Regions from separate parts of the Mus musculus genome. Here region 2 is linked to region 1. Evidence: chromatin contacts called from public HiCAR-type data. All regions are on one chromosome and are shown on one strand. The core of a region is the stretch at or near the end of the contact, and the rest is flanking DNA. Distances in the headings are between cores, read along the strand shown. Region 1 overlaps Gm39035 (a long non-coding RNA gene). Region 2 overlaps Gm30075 (predicted gene, 30075).

Region 1 (6,639 bases), core at 65-2,564:
TTATAGAGCACCTATCCCATGATTAAGGTACTTTGGAATATAGTAACTATCACACACACACACACACACACACACACACACACACACACACTAAATATCACACACATACACACAAACACACACATACACAAACCTTATGTAGTTAAATACAGTCAATAAATTATAGAACAAAAAACTGTAATGAAGCAACATTATGTCAAACTTTAGAAATGTTGAGAAAAACAAAAAAGTAATTCTACCATCTAGAGACCAGACCAAGATAACAGGCACCAAGATCCAAAGGGAGCAGGCTTGTAGAGAGTGAATGAGCATATAAATAAAATTTCACGACTGAGACCAAAGGCCATTGAAAGATAATATAACACCCATGTAGCACAGAAGCTAAGAATCGAATGCTCAAGCATTATCTTCCCATGACAAGAAAATCAACTCCATGAGGATTTTAAACTCAAGAGATCTTGTAGCCACCAATATTATTCCACTACAAAAATAGCTGCAAATTTGCAAGCCTCTACAAGAACTTGGACAAAATTAGGTAACAGTTCTATAATCTAAAGGGTTCTGTGGGTGTGGCTGATGGTTGAACTAGGTGGCAGGGTTCTGGGGTAGTGATGGGACTTTGGGAAAGTACTGAAATGTCTGACACCAGGTACATGATGGCCTCTTCAAATAGATGCAATGCTGTGCTTCGGCTCTGAGCATACGAGTGCATATGCAAATGACATGCAAACAACTCCCCAAATAATCATCTGGAGTGCAAGAAACTAGATCTTAGGAAAGCAGATTTCATTTCCCTAAATGCTAGAAAATGCATGTGAAAGGAGGAGGAAGCTTGGGAGAGCATGCCCAGGGGCTCTTGGGAACTTTAAGGAACGATGCCTGCATGCTTGAAAAATATGCATCCCTATTATATTGTACATGTTGAAACCCATATTTAATTATAAGTTGATCCTTCTTCCATAATAGTTTTAAATAAGTGTGACAAATGCCGCAGCACAGGACTCATTCCTAGCAGCACCGACTTTAAATGAAATAACACTTGCACACAATGATGCTTGTTTGAAAGTTTATAGCGTTCAATAAAGTAGTATATTGATAATGTTCTCCAGATTTGTCTCTTTAGTTGAAACTGAACTCAAACAATTAATATGCTAGTTAAAACAACCCGAGTTTTAGGCTCTAGATAAAGACAATAGGGTCTATCTATAGAGAGCAGCAGGCAAATTACCTTCTAAGCTCCTGTAATTCTCAGAGGCACACCTCAGCTGCTGATGTATCCATGAGTATCAGTTTATGAGGCACTGATACAGGCAGGGGAAAGCCCGCCTGCTGCCACTCCTGCCTTACTTACTCATGCCTATACCTGTAACACAGGGCAGTTGTGTCTTGTAGCTTCTCTCCTAAAAGAAATTTCTGGAGCTCTTTTGAAAGGGGCTAGAAATGAAGAAAACAAAACACATAGCATTTTCTTTTGTTCTTATCCTTTCTGAAGCTCAGCCAAGTATAGAGTTGTGTTTCAACAAGATCCTAGCAGACACCTTTTCTCCTTAAAACCTGAGTATTTATAAAGATGAGCTGCCTGTAGTGAGGCTTTTGAGTGAAGAGGAAATCTCTGCACAGCAAGGTATCTCTATTTTTAGGCCATTGCTCATCTACCCTAGAACTTAGCACATGAATGAGGGCATTTTGGATTGTAGTCTTTTAGTTTAGGGAAGAGCACTCAGAGACTTTGGTAAAACCCACAGTGCTGGCCTAGCCTATCTGAAAGGCTTGAGTCCTTGCCTCCTAGTGCAGTCTTCCTAATTTCAAATCTTCTCTATAACGTTTGCATTACAATAGGCTACCTTCTTAGGAAATGCTCTCCCACTCTGCAGAACTTGCTGTAAGAGGGTGAGGCATGACTTAGCAAATTACAGGAAGCCAACGTGTATTTGTTCGTCCAGCTCCGCCCTGGGCAGGTACAAACCAAGCACTGTTTATTAAGGTTGGTGGCTTCAGTTGTCCCTTCCTGTTTGGAGAAGGGCATTGCCTATTGAAAGAGCCAGGTTCCTGAATCACGAGTTTGAAAAATTGTCAGAGGGCATGGCAGAGGACATGGGACTAAATTCTTAGACAGGCTCCAAAAGTCTTAAAGGAAAATGTGGGGAACTATAGTGTGCTGAAGGCGGACTTCACCAGCAGTATCCTATAAATGCCTTGGAGCTCCCAGTCTACCTTGACATGAGGTCCCCTAACTTGTACCTGTCTGTGACACTTATTCAGTGTAAGATTAGACTTTCAAGTGTTATCATACTTTTAAAATGTGACAGAGCAGATCAAACAGTTACACATTCTACCAGACATGTAGTTAGTCTTCTTCAAATGTGGGGAGGACTTGGACAACAAGGAATGACAGAGACATGGTTATAGACCAGAAGAGAGCAGGGGAACATGACAACTAAGCAGATGGTGCCATCCTGCATGAGATCATTATATACAAAGTGTGGCAGTGAGGGGGGAAAGTGGCATCCAAATAAAGACTGGCTTTTAATTAGTAGCAACTACCAGTGTCTCTTCATTGTGACTCATGTATCAAGAGATCTTAAGATATTAACAAAGGGGAAGAAATTGGGAAGATGGCTCAGGATTACCTCCTGATGGCCTTGATGGACAGAAACGTTCAGAGACCCAGCATATAAATTTAACTCTAAATTGGGTTGAGTTGGGAATAATCAATAGATTGAGTATTTCCAGGGGCTGAGATGAGAAGGGAAACATGAGCTGAGCAACACCATTCATTGGTTTCTCCTTCTTTACTGCAGACGTAATGTGATCGGCTGGCTCATGCTCTGGCTTCGCTGCCTTCCTTGCTATGACTGATGGTACCTTCAAACTATGGCCCAGATAAACTAGCATTTTGTCGCAGCCATGAGAAACAGCAATGAAAGCATCTGCCCCTGGAGTATATGTATCAGATGCTCACCAAGTAGAAGCAATACTGGGCATCAAACATGTGGACAATTAGAAGAAAGAAATCTGTTTTTTTTCTTTTTTTTTTCTAATATTTTTATTAGGTATTTTCCTCATTTACATTTCCAATGCTATCCCAAAAGTCCCCCATACCCACCCCCCAACTCCCCTATCCACCCACTCCCATTTTTGGCCCTGGCGTTCCCCTGTACTGGGGCATATAAAGTTTGCATGTCCAATGGGCCTCTCTTTCCAGTGATGGCCAACTAAGCCATCTGTTGATACATATGCAGCTAGAGTCAAGAGCTCCGGGGTACTGGTTAGTTCGGTTAGTTCATAATGTTGTTCCACCTATAGGGTTGCAGATCCCTTTAGTTCCTTGGGTACTTTAGAAGAAAGAAATCTTATCATCTTGAGAATTAAGTGCCAAAAGAAAGACACTAGACTCCAGACTGAAGATTTTTTTTTTCTGGAACTGTAGAGCAGAGAGAATTTTCTAGTGCACAGTCAACAATATTTTTTATGTGAGAGGCAGCTGTGGCCTCATCCATTAGGGCCCAGAAGCCAGCGGCCCTAATCACACCTCACTTAGGAGGAAATGCAGTAACATTGTGGCTATGTAGCCAGAGACATCTTTGCCATTTACAGGACGCTGGGAGGCCCTAGGCGGAGATGGTTTATCGTTAGCTCATTAGTGGTGCTTCCTTCAGGAGCTCTTACCCACTCCCCCCAGTTATTTACAAAGTTCACGCTGTCAGCAGGTCCATGTGTGGTACTGAAGACTGCAGCTTTTTCATATCAGACCAACTGTGGTATGTGCTACTGGCTGCCAATCTTGGAAATGTCTTCATTAGATATTTGATAGAAGCAACTCTTGGAACTACTGAGGGAATTGATACCAAAATCCTAGCAGCTCAAGAATTATGAGAAAACATAAAAGAAAAGACAACATAGGATCTAGTGTATTTGCTTTAACAAAGAGAATGTTTTAAAATTCCCTTTCATTAATTACCATGGCAATCAACATCAAGTCCCATTTGCTCATGATACTACTGGAAACAGAGGACCTTTCTGACTCATTGAGGGGCTTCTATGCAGTCATGGAGCCTCTTGGACTAGCCCCAGATGGGTGGCGGCCAGACAGTGTCTCAGCATGAAGAAAGTGGATTTTTAAAAGTGAAGGGACCAGAGGAGAGTGTATCTGAGATTGGTACTCTGAATAGAAATCCCTAAAAGTTTTTTACAATGCTACCTAGATTTTAGTGGTCTTAAAATTGTAGACATTTTAACACCTTGGCTGTTTAAGCAAAACATATTAACTAAGCAGTAGAAAAGGGATCACCATGGCCAGCAAAGTAACTGTGAGTCTCTAATCGCTGCTTATTCCAGGAAAATGACTGCAATCATTTCACAAAAATTACAGGGGTGGAGTGCGGTGGCTCGAGGTTACATTTCTGCTGCTAATCATCAACAAACAATGGATCACTTTCACTTCTGTTCATTTGGTGAAATTAATGCTGTGGTGTATAGGTGTATATGTATGTGTGTGTGTATATGTTTGTTGGTCTGTCTGTCTGTGTCTGTGTGTATGTGTATCTCTGTGTTTATATGTGTATCTGTCTGTCTGTCTTTCTCTCTCTGTGTGTGGGGGTTTCGTTACCTTTTTATTGCTGTGAAGAGATACTATGTTTGCTGGCCGGTTTTATGTCAACTTGTACACAAGCTAGAGTCAGAGAGGAAGGAGCCTCAACTGAAAAAATGCCTACAAAAGATACAGAGGTAAGGCACTTTCTTAGTTAGTGAATGGTGGGGGAGGACCCAGCCCATTGTACCACCCTGGGCTAGTGGTCCTGGGTTCTCTTAGAAAGCAGGCTGAACAAACCAGGTAAAACAAGTCAGTAAGCAGCACTCACCCATGGCCTCTGCATCAGCTCCTGCCTCCAGGTTCCTGCCATGTCTTGAGTTCCTGTCATGACTTGCTGTGATGACAAACAGTGGTATGGAAGAGTAAGCCGAATCAGCCTTTCCTCTCAACTTGATTATTGGTCACGGTGTTCCCTGCAGCAATAGTGATTTGTTGCACCCTAACAAAGACATCATGACCAAGGCACATGTAAAAAAAAAAGCACTTTCTTTGGGGCACATGATTCTAGAATCATCACATAATCATCACATTGGCCCATAATCATCCCAGTAAGAAGCAAGGCAGCAGACAGGCAGGCAGGCAATGTATCAGTGGACTCAGAGAAAGAGAGGTGGAGAAGGGGAGGAGTAATTGGAAATGACATGGGCTGTTGAAAGCTCAAAGCCCATTACCAGTGCTCCTAATCTTTCCCAGACAGTTTCACCTACTGCAGACTAAACATTCAACTACATTTGCCTATGTGGCTATTTACATTCAAACCACTACATTGTCTAAGAGTCTCTATTTACAGTTCAAAAGTATGGAGTAGGTATATGGAGCTGGGAGACAGACAAGGGGAAGCAATCAGTTCCCATGTCCCTAAAACCCATCAAAGGGACATATTGTTCTATGGAAAAGGCTAATCTAAAAATGTTCTTAACAACTTTACTCAAAGCACCTCCTAGTGGGAAAAGTCAAGTGTCTATCAATAGAATGAACAAGTCATAGAATAGAATAGCATCCAGCAGAAAAAGAACACAATGAAAAAGCGAACAAAGTCAGGCCTTGCATGAAAGACTATAAAGGTGTTGTCCTATTTATCTGAAGTTCCAGAATAGGCAAACTAAACTGTGATAGAAAAGTATATCAGAAATGAGATTAACACACTGTGAGTGTGACTCTCTGTCCCTCTCTGTCTCGTTCTGTCTCTCTCTGTCTCTGCCTCTGTCTCTGTCTGTCTCTGCCTCTGTCTCTCTGTCTCTGTCTCTGTCTCTGTCTCTGTCTCTCTCTCTCTCTCTCTCGTGTGTGTGTGTGTGTGTGTGTGTTTGGGTATATATATATATATAGACACTGACTTAAGAGAAATAGATTAAGGAAATTTGGAGGGCAAAGAAAATATCTTAATAGTTTGGTATTCTACCTGTATTTATCAGTTAAACAGTGAACACTATTTTAGATTTGTAAGTGTGCATCATATATAAACAAAAAGTAGAGCTGAGCTCTAAATAATGGGGTCCTGAAAGATGTGCAATGATACCTTCTGTTTAAGATGTCTCAAAAATTAAACAGAGGTATAGCGAGTAGAACTGGTATGTAACAAAATGCATAATAGAGTAAAAACCCAGGTTAATCATCATATAGAGGTTGTAATTTTTAAGAATTTTCATAATAAAATGCTATAAAAACTCCAATAAAATTAGGACTGGGGGAAGACAGCATGAACTTTATTCTTATCATCAATGTTATCATTACCATATCCATTGATTTAATTCCTAAGAATCTGTTTGGGATCAGTATGTTCAAATGAGTTCTCCTTACCCAGGCCTGTTCAAGGGCAACATGCTCACATGCCATGTGTGCCATGCTCATTTATTTGCCTAATAATGGTTGCTTTTGCTTTTATTATAATTATACTAGATTTCCCGTGTGTGTCAAAATAATCAAAACTTAATATGAGAGTCTAGAGGGTCCTGTTTGAAATCACCTTTGCTCAAATTATGACATATATCAAACAAGCAAGGAAAAAAATGATCATATAAAAACTTGAATAATACCTCTCCCAAAAT
Region 2 (6,413 bases), core at 32-2,531, 900 kb before region 1:
ATATGCAGCCTTGGGTGTAGTGGGATTCCTGACTAAGCTATTCTTATGTGTCTAAAAGCCTTTTTTACCCTATGCTCATTACACTGCTCCAGCCTGAGTGGTATTCATCCCTTGTCTTCTTCAGAGCACCCTTCATCTGGGTCCCCAGCAATCTGTCCTGTTCTACTGTGGGTGGAGAATAGCACCGTGCTGGGTGGCTGTGTGACACATGGAGCCACATGGCTAGGTCTTGCACAACAGAAGAGGAAGCAGGGTAAGGAGATAAGATGCTCTTTATACCATAGAAAAGGGACTCGGGTTCTAGGCCTGTGGCGTGGTTAGCTCAACTTGACAGCCTAGAATCAAATGGGAAGAGAGTCTTAATGAGGGACCGTCTAGATCAGGTTGTGGGCTTGTCTGTGGGAGATTGTATTGATTACATTAATTGATGTAATTGATTAATTGTTGTAATCATGAGCTAGGGAAGACCTGGCTCATGGTGGGGGGCACTGATCCTGGACAATTTAACAGAGAGAGTGATCTGAGTGTGGACAAGCACGCATATGTGTATCTCTCTCTGCCCTGGGCTATGCATATGAAGTGACTGGCTGTTTTAAGTTCCCCCTGCCCAGACATAACACTCTGCTATGGTGGACTGTATATATCCTGGGATTGTGAGGTAAAAAAATACTTTCCCCCTTAAGCTGCCTTTTGTTAGGGTATTTTATCACAACAGAAATGAAATTAGAACAGCCTACATCAGAATTCTAATAATCTATAGAATAGTATTCACTCACTATTATCTCCTTTCTGTCTGTCTGTCTGTCTGTCTCCCCATACACCCCACACCTGCACAGGGTTTCTCTGTGTAGCCCTGGCTGTCATGGGACTCACAGAAGTCTGCCTGTCTCTAACTCCTGAGTTCTGGGATTAAAGGCATCCTTTCTTAAGAGTTGGTCCCAGTGGACTTCACCTGGGATCTTAGCTTCCCACTACATCTTCCTGGACCTCTATTTTCTCATCTGCAAATTGGGTTGTACTGGTGAATCTAGAGGCAAACTGAGGAGGAAATCCACAGGGTGGTTCCCTGAGAGCTGTCATTCCACAGGGGAGGACTAGGTGTCAGGACTGGGTGGAGAGAGAAGCTTTGCTCTGCCCACCCTAAGCTGAGGGGTCAGCCTCCAGTACCCTGGTTCAGTACTACTCTGGGCTTCTTCCCAACGCTCTTTCTTAGGTTTGAGACTGCATGGTTTTGTTTTCCAAATCTGAGTTCCTTTCATTCTTCCTCTCCAATGGGATTAAAAGGAATCACTTCCAGGGCCTTCCCAAGGAAGACAAAGCTCAAGGTTTGGTCCGGGAGGTTCAGTTCTTTTAGAAACATTTTTTCTTTTCTGTCTGCCTCCACCCATTCCTGCCCAAGTGCACATTGTTCTTAAATGTCACAAGTGTGTGTGTGTGTGTGTGTGTGTGTGTGTGTGTGTGTGAGAGAGAGAGAGAGAGAGAGAGAGAGAGAGAGAGAGAGAGAGAGAGGGAGAGAGAGAGATCCCTTTTGCTTCTGAATGCCACAGTCTGCTGAAGGGAAACAGCAAGAACAAATAGCTGAATTAAAGGCATGCTGATTTTTTTTCTTTTTTTGTCTTCCTGGCTTTATTTAGGTTTCCAGTCTGGGCCTCTCTTCACACTCTGGTCTCCCTCCAGTCTCCCTCCCCAGGCTGGCATTGAAATGTCAAATACAGCAGTTTGCAGCTGAAAGGGGGTCCCTGGTGGGAACAGAATGCCCTTCTAACCCGTGGGCCTGGGCTGTTCCTTCCATGCGCCTCTCTTTGCTTTTCTCTTTCTTGTGGGCTGCCTTTCACCCACAGAGGTTGTTTGAGGTGGAGGATGGGGAGCAGGAGAAAGGCTTTGCACCTGGGAGCGAGAAGGAGGTGGTCCTCACACCCTTGGCTTCTCCTTTCTTAGTTTCTCCAGCCTCCAGCAGAAACTGAGAGAGATGATTCCCTGGGGTCTTTGTACTCTCTCTCTCCCAACCCCAGAAACTCTGGATATCCAGAATGGCCTCAGTGTTTAGCCAGTCCCTGCCCCGACAGGGCTTCTCTGTGCAGGCTGGTGTCAGTTAGGAGGAAGTAGAAGGACCCTGGGTTATTAGGAATATGTAAGGTAGTGGGATATTTTGCAATACCCAGAGTTGCTAAGGGGGTGGAAAACAGATGTCTTCTTAAGTTTCTGGCTCTTTGATTAGATAGATTGACACCCTTAGAAAAAGTGCAAGTGTCCCTAGCTAGGTGGCACATGCCTTTAATTCCAGCGCTAGAGCAAGCGGTATAGAAGCAAGTGGATCTTTGGGTTTAAAGCCAGGCTGATCTGTCTACATAACGAGTTCCAAGACAGCCAAAGCTGTGTAGAGACACCCTGTCTCAGGGGGGAAAAGAAAAAGAAAAAAAAACCCAAAACCAAAATGACCCCCAACATGGAAATATCCAACTCAGCAATCCTGCTTATATAGCTATTTCTTCCTAAGAAAATAATTGCTCAAGTGTGTGAAGAGTTCTGCCCAAGGCTGTTTGTCCCAGTTGATGTTTGCAATATGGCTTGATTACAAGTATCCCAGTTCTCAGTGGAGAATTTAAACAGTATGATGGTGTAATGTCGGGTGAAGTAGTATGTAGTCATTGAAAACTGTAATGTAAAGCTGGAGAAGGGTCAGTGGTTAAGAGTATTGGCTGTTCTACCACAGGACTTGAGTACAATCCCACAACCCGTGTGGTGACTCACAACCATTTATAACGGTCATTCCAGGGATCTGCTCTCCTTTTCTGGCCTTCGCAGGCACCAGCATGGGGCTGCTGTACAGACATAGATGCAGGCAAAATATCTGTGTTTCAACTGGGGCAAATAGCCCTGGGCAGAACTCTGCACACACTTGAATATTTTCTTAGGAAGAAATATCTGTACAAGTAGGATTGCTGTGTTGGGCATTCCACTTTTGTGTGTGTGTGTGTGTGTGTGTGTGTGTGTGTGTGTGTGTGTGTGTGTGTTGGTTTTTGTACATGTAACACAAAAAGTATTCTAAAAAGAAAAGGGTAATGCGGCATTGTATCTGTGAATGGGGGAAGATATGCATGCAATAGCTAGGGAAACACCAGCTTATATAAGAAACCTTTCTTAAAATAGAAATTATATTTGAATAAAAAATGTCCATTGTGAGTCTGGGTGGTAGAATTCTGATTAATGGTGACTGACTGTAGGCTCCGATGCCAACAACCAGCCTTTGAGGCTTGGTAGTCTACAGACTGGTTTCTCACAACCAAAGAGAGAGAAAGTGGGAAAAGTCATGTCTCTTTGTGCTTCGTCTTCAGCTGGGGAGAGTATGTGGAGGGTTGGTTGGGTCTGCCAGTCAGGTCCCTCAGCCACCTCCATCATGTTCCAGTGTCCAGCATTCACCTTCACAGAACTGCATGTGTACCTGTTGGTCAAGTTCTCCTTCCTGGGGAAATGCTCCCTATGGACCACGGGATGGAATTATTAATCAAAGAAACTCTCCTAATCTCTTGCAAGACTCTTTGAAGCCATGACCAGGGCTCAGGATGAGTAAATATCTCCAACAGTCTCGAGAAGGTCTTCCAATGGCTGCCCTGATACTTAATGAGTACAGAACCAGCTCAATATGGGGTGACAGAGCTGGAGAGAAAGAGAGAGGGGCGACTGTTTCCTTGGCAAAGGACAGCTTTGGGGAAATAAAAGCCAACTGTGTAGCAAGACATAGGATGTGGCTATAACCCCTTATTTGTTAGCAGAGGCTATGCTATAACAGCTAGAAGGACCTTTGTGCTTCTGTGACTGGCCAGAAAACTACGCTATTTCCTGGGAACCAGAAACACTTTTTCCAAGTCTGAGATGTGGTTTGGAAGTTTGTTTCTAGTTTGTTTGTTTTTGTTGTTCTTTTTATCCCTTATATTTCTTAGGTTTTTACAATATTTCATGGTTCAGGGAAGTACAGATTTGGAGAGCCCAGATTACAAAATATATAAACGTGTGTAACCCTACATAAACTTATTAATAATAAGCTTGTACATGGATTTGTATAAAAATACATTAACTTTATAGCACATCAACTTTTACATAGATTTGCCTGGTCTTATGTTTCATCTTAAAAATGGGCACTGTTATACCAACCTCAAAGGGCTCCCTTTGACATGGTCATGAGCCACCCTTTCAGCTCTTGACATCTCTTTTCAATGTGACAACAGAAATAGATGCTCACCTTCTTTGCTCCAACAGCTTCACCCCTCTGCCTTTGTACTGGCTTGGGTGCTTCCTCTGTCTGATACAAAGTTTCCCCGCTGGTACCCTTTCTAGTGCAGTCTGTTGGTGCTTCTCCAAGGCATGGGGTATGCTCCTGCTTACGTCTCTTTATCATATTCTTCCTGTTTAGGTGAAAGCCTCCCTCCTTCTTCCCCATTCCCTCCCTCCCTTTACCCCTCCTTTCTTCTCTCTCTCCTCCCCTCTGTCCCTCCCTCCCTTTACCCCTCCTTTCTTCTCTCTCTCCTCCCCTCTGTCCCTCCCTCCCTTTACCCCTCCTTTCTTCTCTCTCTCCTCCCCTCTGTCCCTCCCTTCCTTTACCCCTCCTTTCTTCTCTCTCTCCTCCCCTCTGTCCCTCCCTCCCTTTACCCCTCCTTTCTTCTCTCTCTCCTCCCCTCTGTCCCTCCCTCCCTTTACCCCTCCTTCCTTCTCTCTCTCCTCCCCTCTGTCCTTCCCTCTCTCCCTCTCTCCCTCTTTCCCTCCCTCTTCTCTAGAGCTCTGAGCTTCCTAGACTCACTAAACTCAGCTTCCTGATGGCATGGGAACTACATAGCAGGGTGGCCATTGGTATTCTTTTCATGTTTCTCCATTGTAAGACTCCTGAATTCTGTGGGCTGCAATTAGTTGATCCCATGCTTATAAGAACTCCTGATTCCCTGTCTGCTGCTCTGGTGGACCCCAGGCTAGTGTTCCACAAAGTTGTTCAGGTGCAACTCAGGTTCCACAGAGTTGTTCAGGTGCAGAGTATTTTAAGTCCCTGAGTGGGGTGAGGAATGGTATAAAATGTCAATGCAATTATTTTTATTATATGAACTAGTGATAATATATTTAGTGGAATATATATTGATATGTAACCAATATAAAAATCACAATCACAGATATATGTGTGTCCATAACCCCCCCTGAAAACCTAGACTTTCTTAAATCCAAATTTTCAAATAATCCCAACTATTGTTTCTCTGATATTTTATTTTATTTTATTTTATTTTATTTTATTTTATTTTATTTTATTTTATTTGAGACAAGGTCTCATTATATAGCTCTGACTGTCCTGAAACTCACTATGTAGACCAGCCTAGATCAGAGTACACAGAGATCCACCTGTCTCTGCCTTCTGAGTTCTAGGACTAAAGGCATGTACCACTGTACCCAGCATTATTCAATTTTTTTTTTTTTTGCTGAAAATACCATTTTTTTCCATTTTTTATTAGGTATTTAGCTCATTTACATTTCCAATGCTATACCAAAAGTCCCCCATACCCACCCACCCCCACTCCCCTACCCACCCACTCCCCCTTTTTGGCCATGGCGTTCCCCTATACTGGGGCATACAAAGTTTGCGTGTCCAATGGGCCTCTCTTTCCAGTGATGGCCGACTAGGCCATCTTTTGATACATATGCAGCTAGAGTCAAGAGCTCCAGGGTACTGGTTAGTTCATAATGTTGTTCCACCTATAGGGTTGCAGATCCCTTTAGCTCCTTGGGTTCTTTCTCTAGCTCCTCCATTGGGAGCCCTGTGATCCATCCATTAGCTGACTTTGAGCATCTACTTCTGTGTTTGCTAGGCCCCGGCATAGTCTCACAAGAGATAGCTACATCTGGGTCCTTTCAATAAAATCTTGCTAGGGTATGCAATGGTGTCAGTGTTTGGATGCTGATTATGGGGTGGATCCCTGGATATGGCAGTCTCTACATGGTCCATCCTTTCATCTCAGCTCTAAACTTTGTCTCTGTAACTCCTTCCATGGGTGTTTTGTTCCCAATTCTAAGGAGGGGCATAGTGTCCACACTTCAGTCTTCATTCTTCTTGAGTTTCATGTGTTTACCAAATTGTACCTTATATCTTGGGAATCCTAGGTTTGGGGCTAATATCCACTTATCAGTGAGTACATATTGTGTGAGTTCCTTTGTGAATGTGTTACCTCACTCAGGATGATGCCCTCCAGGTCCATCCATTTGGCTAGGAATTTCATAAATTCATTCTTTTTAATAGCTGAGTAGTACTCCATTGTGTAAATGTACCACATTTTCTGTATCCATTCCTCTGTTGAGGGACATCTGGGTTCTTTCCAGCTTCTGGCTATTATAAATAAGGCTGCTATGAACATAGTGGAGCATGTGTCCTTCTTACCAGT

The links. HiCAR-type assays count read pairs that join an accessible place to other places.
Region 2: a contact with region 1 is called in a HiCAR-type map of embryonic stem cells, with 5 times the contacts expected there. The contact joins two enhancer-like sites.

Annotation. Positions count from the first base shown.
Region 1 is chr7:72,321,381-72,328,019 of GRCm38.p6, reverse strand. Gm39035 (a long non-coding RNA gene) reads right to left here. Exons shown (of 5, transcript XR_882214.2): 4 at 4,863-5,033; 5 at 4,680-4,711. Among named protein-coding and RNA genes, the nearest start is that of Gm39035, 18 kb to the right of the region's middle. Within about 2 kb of position 1,314, at least 17 of the 459 cell types and tissues checked have an H3K27ac peak or open chromatin away from gene starts, as enhancers often do. A contact at or near this core is called in embryonic stem cells, where this site is marked.
Region 2 is chr7:73,218,044-73,224,456 of GRCm38.p6, reverse strand. Gm30075 (predicted gene, 30075) reads left to right here. Exons shown (of 5, transcript NR_166609.1): 3 at 125-253. Among named protein-coding and RNA genes, the nearest start is that of Gm30075, 17 kb to the left of the region's middle. Within about 2 kb of position 1,281, at least 52 of the 459 cell types and tissues checked have an H3K27ac peak or open chromatin away from gene starts, as enhancers often do. A contact at or near this core is called in embryonic stem cells, where this site is marked.